2 separate regions of the Mus musculus genome follow, and region 2 is linked to region 1. A link is a contact called in public HiChIP or PLAC-seq data. All regions are on one chromosome and are shown on one strand. Each heading gives the region's core, a stretch centred on a gene start, on an enhancer-like site or on the middle of the called end of the contact. The rest is flanking DNA. Distances are from core to core; before and after follow the strand shown.

Region 1 (5,204 bases), core at 750-3,249:
TTCTGCACAGGACTACTTTGTTTTGAGGGCCTGTTAATCCCAAAGAAAGCACTCAAATAGAGGAACAAGGATAAAGAAATCACAGACATTGTCATGAATATAAAGGACTTACTTAAGAATGTGTGAATAATCTAAGAGTAGAGGAAATGCAAAAAGCCAAGTGCGTCCATCTGACTACCTACACTTGAAACTTTTCCCATCCTCAGCCAGCCTCCACAGGCTGGCTCCAAGTGGATGCTCAAAGAGCCAACCCTTCCTTCAGGAAGCTTTGCCTAGCAAAAGTCCTTCCTGTGTGCTTAAGACCAGAGGGGGACAGAGGAGGATCAAGGCTGTATATGATTTCTCATAACAACTGGCTTTCATAACATCTGCCTGTCCCGGTTACACAGGAAGGACACAGTCTGAGACATTGTTTGTGGATTGCCCTGAATCATGGTACTTCATACACTGGACCATGGGGTCACTGACAGAATTCAGAGGATGATCTTTCACATCCATTTTCCCACCTCTGTTTGTAAAATAAATTCTCTCCCCAGTCAGCCCAACCTTTGAAACACACTACTGAAATGTCTCACTAAAAGCACTCATACTAACACATCCCCTGGCTTCCATCTCTCAAAACCTGGATCCAGAGTCTCCACATCACCATCAAGACCCTCCTTGCTACCTACCACTGTCTCCATTTTCTAGGTTTTATTCTCAATCTGATGGAACAGAGCATGTTTGCACCCCTTGTAAGCCAGGAAAGGCATTGTCTGACACAAAGCCCTATCCTCGGTAGTCTTTAGCTACGCTGGCCAGGGTTGCCTGGCTTAAAAGTAAAGAAATAAAGTCTTGAGACGTGGAACTAAACACACCCTGAAGCCTTTGGTGTACATGAAACAATATATTTTTTTTTTAAAAAAATATCATTTCACCTGAAAGCCATGCAATGAAACCTAATAAGTCTCATTTTCTGACCCTAAATTTTAATGGTTTTTGATCTCTTATTTTTAATATTTCTACAGCTTTGAGTGTGTCCATCCATTGTACATGGCACTCAGATGCATAAAGAGCTCTCACATAAGTTTAAACAGTACAATGAATATATTCTCCTCCATAGCTTTCCCTACCTTACCCTACCCTATACCACCCACTGTCACCTCTTGTTCCCTTAGACATCTCATTGATACCATCATGTCATATAGACAGACATGATTTTATGAATCTATACAATGCATAGGAACCACAAATAGAAAATACATAATATTTGTTTCTCTGAGGCTTTTTCTATTTTGACATTTCTTCAGCCATAACATTTGCCATGGTACCCCAACAGCTCATTAGCACAAATGGCTATTGTTATATTGTTAAATTTATGAAGTTACATTTAAGTATCTTTCTCCATGTTAGCACTCTGCTTCTAGTATTGATCATAGAAAAGGCTATTTTCCTCCATCAAAGAGTCACAGACAATATTAAAGCATTTTAAAGCTACACTCTGTGTTTCTCTCTAAGGTTGCAGGTCCTCTCATTGCACTTTTTGTTGGGTATATAAAATGAGGCCAAATCTGTGCAATCCCATGACTCTTGTCTAACAACTTTAAAACCAGGAACAGTAGAACAGAATGGCCCCTCAGGCAGAAACCACAGGTGCTCCTGCAGGGAACTCTCCCTCAGGATAGACAAGGATGCCTCTGCCCATCCTACTACAGTCTCATGCTAACAAAGTCATCCACCAGCATTACCAAATGGCCACCAGCATGCTTCAGTTGTCAGATAAAATGCTTTGTGAATCATGACCCTAAAAATGTCACTCTCTGTAGCACCATGGGTTTCTAGAGCCTTTACCTACAGGAGACATAATGGGGTCCTGGTGGACATGCTACAGTAAAATACCACACCCTGGGCAACTCTAACAATGGAAATCTATTTTGTCACAGTTCAGGAAAGTGACAAAACCAAGTCCGAATGTGCTGCTGAGGACATTTTTCTATTTTCACACTGCATCCTCACATGACCCCTTTGTATGAGGAAGTAAAGAGAGCTGGCTCTCTGCAGTTTCTGTAAGGGCATCAATACCATCTGGAGGGCTCTGCCCTCATGACGTCATCAATACTAGTCATCTCTGAAAGACTGTGTCTCCAAAACCTATCTAAAGAGAGTTAGCCTAACCTATGAACTTTGGGAATGCAGAATTGTTCAGTTGGTTAACAGCACTCAATATGTGCTTGATAAGGAGCTGAAGAAAAACTGTACATGGAGCTAATAAAAAGCATAGAAATAAAAGAGAGAGACATGTACTTCAACAATGACTGGGTAGAAGAAAAACTACTATGACTGGGGACAGAAGGAAATATATAGACATCAAACATTTGGAAGACCTGGTCAACATGTGGCTAAAACAAACATACACATTAGGTCATACAATCAAAACTATTTTCTCAATCAAACTTCATAAGGCCTTATGTGTACCTAGGAGTAGAGGTAAAATATTCAGCCATTACTGTTTCTCCTCGGTCTTTCCCTTGACCAAGGATAGCTCCAAAGGAACCAAAGGGACATAAATGCCACTCTTATAGACTTCCAAATCAAGTCAATAGCAGGGAAGATAAGCCAAGAAGAGTGAGAGAGATCAGAGGACATAAACTAGTTAATACCTAATTCCCCATAAAAGGATCAATATTAAGATACCACCCTGGGCTAAGCACCAGCAAACAGTTAAAGGCATCTATTACAGATATATTTAGCAGGAAAATTCAGTTGGTTAGCAAAAGGTCAAAATGAGGTTATAGTCATGAGTTCAGCTCCTCCTGTCTGCCCTAGGCTCAGACTGCTAACAGCTGCCTCTCTGACTCAGCAGATTGCTTCTAAAACATCTGTGTCTCAGTCTTGGGAGGTTAGAGTCCATGCATAAAATAAAGTCACCATTACAGGGAGACAAAAAACCATTAACTGTTTAGTCCTGTTACTGGTAATAAGTAGAGATCATTTCTGGTGTGTGTGTGTGTGTGCTCATGTGTGCGGTGGCCAAAGGACAACTTTGGGTGTCATTCATCACATGCCATTCATCTTTTGATTTTTTTCCCCCTTGAAAAGGGTTTCTCATTCTCCTAGAATGCGCTAAGTAAGATAGGTTGACCAGTTGTCTGTCTCTGGCTCCCCAACACTAGGGTTATAATTGTACTTCACATGTAGCTTTTTCTACAATGAGTTCTGGGGGTAGAACTCTGGTCTCAGGGTTGCAAAGAATTCTTCAAAGGAATCTGTGCAATGAGAGATGGCAAAAAGGAGATCACCTTTATGGTACTAAGCAAAATTATTGCAAATGACTAATTAAGGCAAAAGTCATCAAAATAATAATAACAGTATAACAGCCTAATAAGTAATACAGAAATTAGAACATGGCTGGAAGCATTAGCTCTAAACAAGTCCTGTTGAAAAGAAATATCTGACATGGGAATTCCTGCAACAGAACATACCTTAATATTCAACCTTAAAAATATAAAAATATTATAATTTAGCAAAAATTGTTGAGTATTATTTTCCTTTTCATTTCATGCAATGAGTCAATCAATGTCACTTAATATATAAACATAGTTAAAGAAGGAATAAAAGCAAAGAAATGTATTCTAGCAAAATATACAAAAAATTCAGATCTATAAATCAGAGCTATTTATTAAAAATACCAGGAGTAGCTACAATGTGGGAAGTGGCAGGGAAACACTAAACACTAAACACTAAAACACTAATGAAAGATCTTGTAGGCAATGTCAAACTACATTTAACGGCCCCAAGTGGTCATCTCCAGCCACTCTGCCATTTTCTCTGTGCCAGTTAAAGTCAAGACCCAATGTGGATCCCAGCCAGCACTTTCAGCCAAAAGAACTACCCAGCTCTGTCGCCACTGTACACAGGGCCACAGTCATTCCGTTTTGGCCTTGTGCATTTCTCTCCCTCTTCTGTGAGCAGCCATTCTTCCATGCCTTGTGGGTTGCCAGACCACACAGCCACATGGGTAAGTACCCTGGTGCAGGCGCCAAATCTTTGTGTGGTCAACACGAAGCCACTCAGAATCCCTTCTCCCTGGAATTACAATACACAATGGCAAACAAAGTTGGGATGCCACTCCCAGAAGCACTGGCTGCCAGCTTCCGACCTTCCTGAGCCCCAAGGGGCACCCATCTTAGCACCAGAAGAGGAGTAAAGGCAGAACAAAGAACGGCATTAACAGGAGAAGTAGCACTTGGGAATAGTTCTCTGCTCCAACACTCCAACACAGGACCTAGTCCTGCTTCCTCCCTTTGAAAGCTGCCTTCAGCCCAGGGTTTTTCTCTATGTAGGAGAAACCCTCTTCCACACACATGGGCTGTTCCATTGGTTTTGTCTCTGGGCAACAGAACCTACCTAGTTAACCGTTTCTTGGAAAAAGGTCATTCTTTGCCATTTCCAAAACTCACCAGATTCAGCGGAGTCTCCTTTCACCTTCAGATCTTTCGGCTCACCCTACTCTCTCTTTGGACACAGAATCTCACAGTGTAGCCAAGTATGGCCTCTGACTTTTAATCCTTTTGCCTTAGCCTCCCAGGTACTGGACAGCATAGCTGTGTCCAATGCAATATCTAGCCTCCTCCTCTGCACACACCTGAGATTTATGATGGACAACTATGCTTCCCTTGATTTGGCTTCAGTCTCCTTTGGCTTAAGTTGCCATCATTAAAAACCAATCAACCAACCAACCAAACAAACAAACAAAAAATAAATAAATACTAAAGCGAAGATGGTTTCCTTTGCCTCTGTTCACCTCAAGCTCTTTATCTAGATTTTTTTTTCCTCAGAGTGATAATTATCCTCGCCACTTGGTCATGTCATATTTGTAGCAATTAGGCTTGTCTCTATTAAGGGTAATGTCCTTTGTCAAAATTAATTTTCTCAAACAAAAAGGAAGAGAAGGAAGGAAGGAAGGAAGGAAGAAAGGAAAGAAAGAAAGAAAGAAAGAAAGAAAGAAAGAAAGAAAGAAAGAAAGAAAGGAAGAAAGAAGAAAAGACAACCTTTCTGCCTAATAAAAGGCAGTATCCAGCCAGTAAAAGGCAGATAGATGTGGCTGTCCAGTACCCAAAGCTAGTCGGAGAAAGATGATTTGATTTGAGGGATACTGTTTTAGAGTTGAGTGGTGATTTTATAGGCTTATGGGCACAGACCCTGTGAGCAATGTCAATGCTTCC
Region 2 (5,204 bases), core at 1,413-3,912, 60 kb after region 1:
AACGCATGCCTCTGTTCAACATACCAGGAAAATAAAACCAAACCAGGAAATGCCGACGCCCTGGAAGACGAGGCCCCAGCATCAGTACCCTGGAGGCCCCAGCATCAGCACCCTCGAGACCCCAGCATCAGTACCCTCATGGCCCCATCATCAGCACCCTCCATCACACGGGTTCTTTTTGCAGAGCCACCTGCAGCAGACGGATTTTCTGTGATTTACAAAACGCAGCCAACTCATAATTCTGTGGCTTCAGTGGACGCAGAACTGCAAAGTGTGTCAAACCTCATCAGGATGAATTACCTATCCTTCCAGTGACTCACCAAAGGCACGAATGTAGTGCTCCCAGTAACCCTTTAAAGGTGATGATAACTGCAGGAGCATCTCCAAATGTTCGGCAGAAAAAGGATATGCAATCGCACAAGCCAAAACATAAATCCAGTTCATCTTGGCCTACACTGTGACTCTTTTTATACAAGTTAAAAAAAATGCTCAAGAAAAGTAAAATGCTCCAAAAATTAAAGTTATTCCTTTAATTACTTAGTCGTGTTTCTGCACAGCAAAACAATTAGAAAAACCGAATGACTATACAATTAAATTCTTAGGTCGTCAGAGAAATCAGAATTCCCTTGATTAAATGGCTTTGAAAAAAAAAAATGGAACACTAAATTCTTAAGACTCTTCGAAGACCTGTTTTAACCAGTCTGAGGTGACTTACAGATTCTGAAGCCACTTGTGGGTTAAAAAAAAAAAAAAAATTCAGAGGGGCTAAAAGTTCAATGACCTTGTAAATTAAGAGCTAAAAAAAATTAAATAAATAAAAACTCATACTAGTGTGATAGCCTAGCCAATCCCCACAAAATTGCAGGAAAACACTCGCCCGGAAATTGCTTTTTGGGAAAATTCCTATGAGGTAGAGGGGAAAGAGGAGGACGACGAGGAAGGGCTATTAGCAAATGCTTAGATGGTGAAGAGGGTACAAATGAAGAGAAATAAAACCAGCTGCCACGCAAACAACTTCCAGGCATCTCTGGATAAAAAGGAAAACAAGCCTTGTGCTGCATGCTGGAGAGTTGGATGAATGGGGAAGACTTGTTATACACCTAGTGGTGGGTGGATTTCACAGGCTGCAGCCTCCACACAGCTTTTCTTTGCTGCACTGCAGAGGCGCCATCTTCTCCGTCTTAATCTTCACCCTATTCAATCCTTTTATCTGCACCCCTTTTTTTTTTTTTTTAAAAAAAAAAGGAACCCTGAGGACCCTCCCCAGCATCCTGTGTCCCCCCCAGGGTGACTAAGCTAGAGTTCCCAAATCTGCCCCATAGGAGGCCGCACCTTAATCAGACAAACGCCTCCTTTGATGCCCTGGAGCCTCAGCCTCCCCACCACCAGGCACTGCCCTTCCCAGACGCACGCCTCACTCCCGGCTCGCTCTCTCTCTCTCTCTCTCTCTCTCTCTCTCTCTCTCTCTCTCTCTCTCTCTCTCTCTCTCTCTCAGGACTTTGCAGTCCCTCACAGGATTGCCAGTAGGTGGTGGTGATGCGGGGGTGGGAGACCGCGGGGCCCTAGCAGCACCTCTAGGCCCTCGGGGGCAGACGCGCAGCTCGGGGAAAGGAACGGCGGTGGCGCACCAACTACCAGGGCTCCGCCACCGCGCCCTGGACGGCGAGGGCGGGGTGTCGCGGCTTTTGTTCCCGGGGACCTTCTCAGACTCAGGGAGAAACTGGAGGTGCACTGAAGAGTCCTGGACGTCCAGGTTGAGGGACGGTGCCGGGTGGCCGCACTTTCCGATCCCTCCCATCACTTGGAACTTACACAAAAGGGAGACACGAAAATGCACAAAGTTTGCAAAAGGAAGGCGGCGGTGCGCGACCCCGCACCGACTCGGGAGAGGGTCGCTGCGCAGGCAGCCGCCGCCCGCGGCCGCCAGGAGCAAAGCCCAGCTTCGCAGTCAAGACAGGCGGGGGTGGGAAGGGAGTGTGAGCCAGGCGCTCCCCAGCATCCAGAGCTGCCCCCATTCCAACCCAGGACCCCAAGGAAGGGGAAGGGCGGCGATTTCCTCGCAGGGCACTGAATCCTGAGACGCTACGCTTTCGGTTTTCCACACGTGTCCCTTCCCCCTCGAACTGGGTGTCTCTCGCATCCCGGAGTCCAGCTCTCAACGCAGGGAGGAGTCAGGGTCTGCGTTCAGGCTCGTCCCCTCGCCTTCCAGCCCTAGGCTGGCACGGATATGGGGACCCCAGCGCCCTAACCCATTCCCTCTTCATCGCTCGGGCAGCGCGTCCCCGGGCAGGGTTGGGCCAGAGCCGCCGAAGCGCAGGGCGCCCGCAGGCGGGGGCGGCGAGGAGCGGTCTACCCGTGACAGCCCCCCACGTCTCGAGATTCAAGCTCCTCGGTGGGGAGGATCGCGTCCTCCCGGCGCCCGCCTCCCCAGTCTCGTTCCCAAGGCGCGGCACCCACCTCCAGAGCCCGAACCGTCCAGGCGGCCAGCAGGAGCAGTGCCAAGCTGGGCAGCATCGTGATCCTGCGTGGGCCACCGAGTGCTCCGTGTGCGAGTGGAAGATCCGCCGCGCCCTGGCTGTGTCCGCGCCGCCGCCGCCGTCTCCGGTGGCCCCGCGCTCGCTCTGCTCCCGGTGCTCTCGCCTCCCGCCGCCGAGGAAACTGACAGAGCTGGAGCGAGGCGGCGGGGCTCGCAGCCGGCAGAGTCAGCTGATCCCGCCCACCCGGCTCGCCACCCGACAGAGACCCCTAGCGGAGCCTCGGGGAGCTGCGCCCGAGCGCAGCGGGAGGCGACCCAGAGCCCACAGGTGCGGCGTCTTGGGCTAAGGGGAGCCGCGCTCCCGATGGGGTCTGGGAACCAAGTTGGGGAGTGATCTGGGTCAGGGAGAGGACCCCGCAATCGGGAGAAGGTGAACCGTAGGACGTTAAGGTTCCAGGGAAGTCGGGAGCGCTCTCGGCTCGTCCCCGCGCGAGCTTGAGTCACCCGACCCCGCAGGCCTCTCCCAAATGTGGTTGAGGAGCTAAGGCTGCGATGCGTGCATTTTTATCCGCAGTTCGTTCTCTCTATTTGGAGAGGTGGAGCGAGGCCGAGAACATTAGCAAAAGAAACAGGATTTTTTTTTTTTCTATTTTCTTTTTCTTTTGGTAGGAGGTCACCCTTCACGCCACTGCAATCTGGAATTTTTGTCTTTAGAATGTACCAGAGAAGGGCACAGGATGCAGAATGACCCATTTTTCTCCGTGTTTGGAGATGGGAAGTGGGTTTTTAAATGTATTATCATTGCATATTTGCTTGACGTGGATAATTTCAGAGAAGGGGACCGGCATCTGGGATTGAAGGAGGCAGGGAGGTAAAAATCTAAGATGGGGAAGAGATCAAAGTTAGGCCAGAAAAGATACCGAGTGATGGCTCTTTTTCCTCCACCTCCATCACCCAGGACTTCTTCCTGGAACTCTGCTCTCGATTTTTTTTTTTTTTTTTTTTTTTGGATCTGCCCTTATCCAGTGAAATGAACCTCCGTAAAACCATTTTCTCCTAGATTAAACACAAACTTCCCAGTGTTAAAATTACATTAGACCCATCCAGACATGCTCCCACTACCACCACCCTCCCGACCTAATGTGGCTTCAGACGCCAAGCTTTTGGCTCTCCCTAGGCTAGTGGAAGGAGATGAAGGTAATACCAAATGCATTCCTGGCTTCTGAGGCCACAGCCTTTTCCTTTACCTGATGTGTTTGCTGCTTAATTTTTTAATAACTTGACATGAGCTCTGGTCATCTGGGAAGGGGGAACCTAAATTGAGAGACATGCCTCCATTAGACTGACATGCAGGCAAACCTGTGGGGCATATTCTTTCTTATTAGTTGATGTGGGAGACCAGCCCTGAGCAGGTGGTCCTGGCTTGTGTAAGGAAGCAGGCTGAAGAAGCCAGGAGGGAAAAAAACAACAAGCAGTTTCTGCCACTGCCCAGTTCCTGCTTCAGGTTCCTGCCCTGTGTTCCTGCTCTGAGTTCCCTTCGCGTTAGACTGTGATCAGAACGCGTGAGGCTAATAAGCCCTGTCCTCGAGTTGCTTAGGATCGTGATTTTTTTATAACTCTGCAATAGAAAGCAACCTAGAAGGCCCGCTCTTTCTTTCCCACAGCAAGGAATCCAATCCCCTGTAAGTGTGGTGGGAGGATAGGTCTCCACCTCTTCCTTTCTGAGAAGTCAGCACTCATCTATCAACATGCCTACATACCACCTGCCCAACTCTACAGATACCTTTTTGTATTTGTCCTGAATGTCTGTCCTCTGAAGGTCCTCAACAAATAACAACAAATATTTGCTAAGTAACGTTTGCTTTGATTACATATGGCATTCATTTCCTACAGAAGCCAAGGAAAGGATAGGGAGGTAGCTCAGTCAATAAAGTACTTACTATCTAAACACGAGGACCTGAGTTCCACCCCTGGAAGCCACATAAAAATGTCAGCCATGCTAGCACCTGCTTAGGAGGGAGAGAGAGACAGACAGACTCTTGGGTAAGGTAAGCCAGGAAAGAGATCCTATCTCCAAAAAAAAAAAAAAAAAAGTGGAAAGCTTCAGCATCCAGAGCATCACCTAAGGATGACTTACAACAAGCATGCACATGCGCGCGCACACACACACATAGGCATGTACATACATGCACACATACACATATACACATACACACACAGACATACACACATATATACATACAGACATACAGACAAGCATACTCTTACACATACACACACATATCTATACTTCAAACACACTACATTTACACACACAGACATATACATACATACATACATACACATATATACATATATTTACTGACATACATACAAACAGACATACACACAGACAGACATACACACAGACACACTTACTCTTACATACATACACATATATACATATATTTACCGACATACATACAAACAGACATACACACAGACAGACATACACACAGACACACTTACTCTTACACACACACACATATACACAGATACACATATCTGTACTTCAGACACACGTACACTTAAACACACACACATACACAGACATACACACACATACACCTATAACACACACACACATATGCACACTTCAGACACACATATACTTACAGATACATACACATGCACACACAGACACACATACTCTTACAGACATACACATATATACACAGACATATACATA

Evidence for each region. HiChIP or PLAC-seq counts read pairs in DNA pulled down with a chosen protein or histone mark.
Region 2: an H3K4me3 HiChIP or PLAC-seq map of bone marrow-derived macrophages shows a contact between it and region 1, with 4 times the contacts expected there. The contact joins the promoter of App here to the enhancer-like site in region 1. A contact is called at or near these places in 3 of 39 promoter capture datasets (the 3T3-L1 cell line, hippocampal neurons and neutrophils), 1 of 15 datasets of contacts at CTCF or cohesin (the NIH/3T3 cell line), 33 of 484 Hi-C or Micro-C datasets (the G1E-ER4 cell line, the N1E-115 cell line, Sertoli cells and 26 more), 13 of 115 datasets of contacts at active chromatin or transcription factors (astrocytes, bone marrow-derived dendritic cells, bone marrow-derived macrophages and 10 more) and 3 of 9 other capture datasets (adipose tissue, liver and pancreatic islet).

What each region holds. Positions count from the first base shown.
Region 1 is chr16:85,112,107-85,117,310 of GRCm38.p6, forward strand. The region is part of intron 2 of App (amyloid beta (A4) precursor protein); the gene reads right to left. Among named protein-coding and RNA genes, the nearest start is that of App, 59 kb to the right of the region's middle. Within about 2 kb of position 2,000, at least 37 of the 459 cell types and tissues checked have an H3K27ac peak or open chromatin away from gene starts, as enhancers often do. A contact at or near this core is called in adipose tissue, bone marrow, bone marrow-derived macrophages and 4 more, where this site is marked.
Region 2 is chr16:85,171,045-85,176,248 of GRCm38.p6, forward strand. App (amyloid beta (A4) precursor protein) reads right to left here and starts at 2,663. Exons shown (of 18, transcript NM_001198823.1): 1 at 2,458-2,663. The coding sequence starts at 2,514.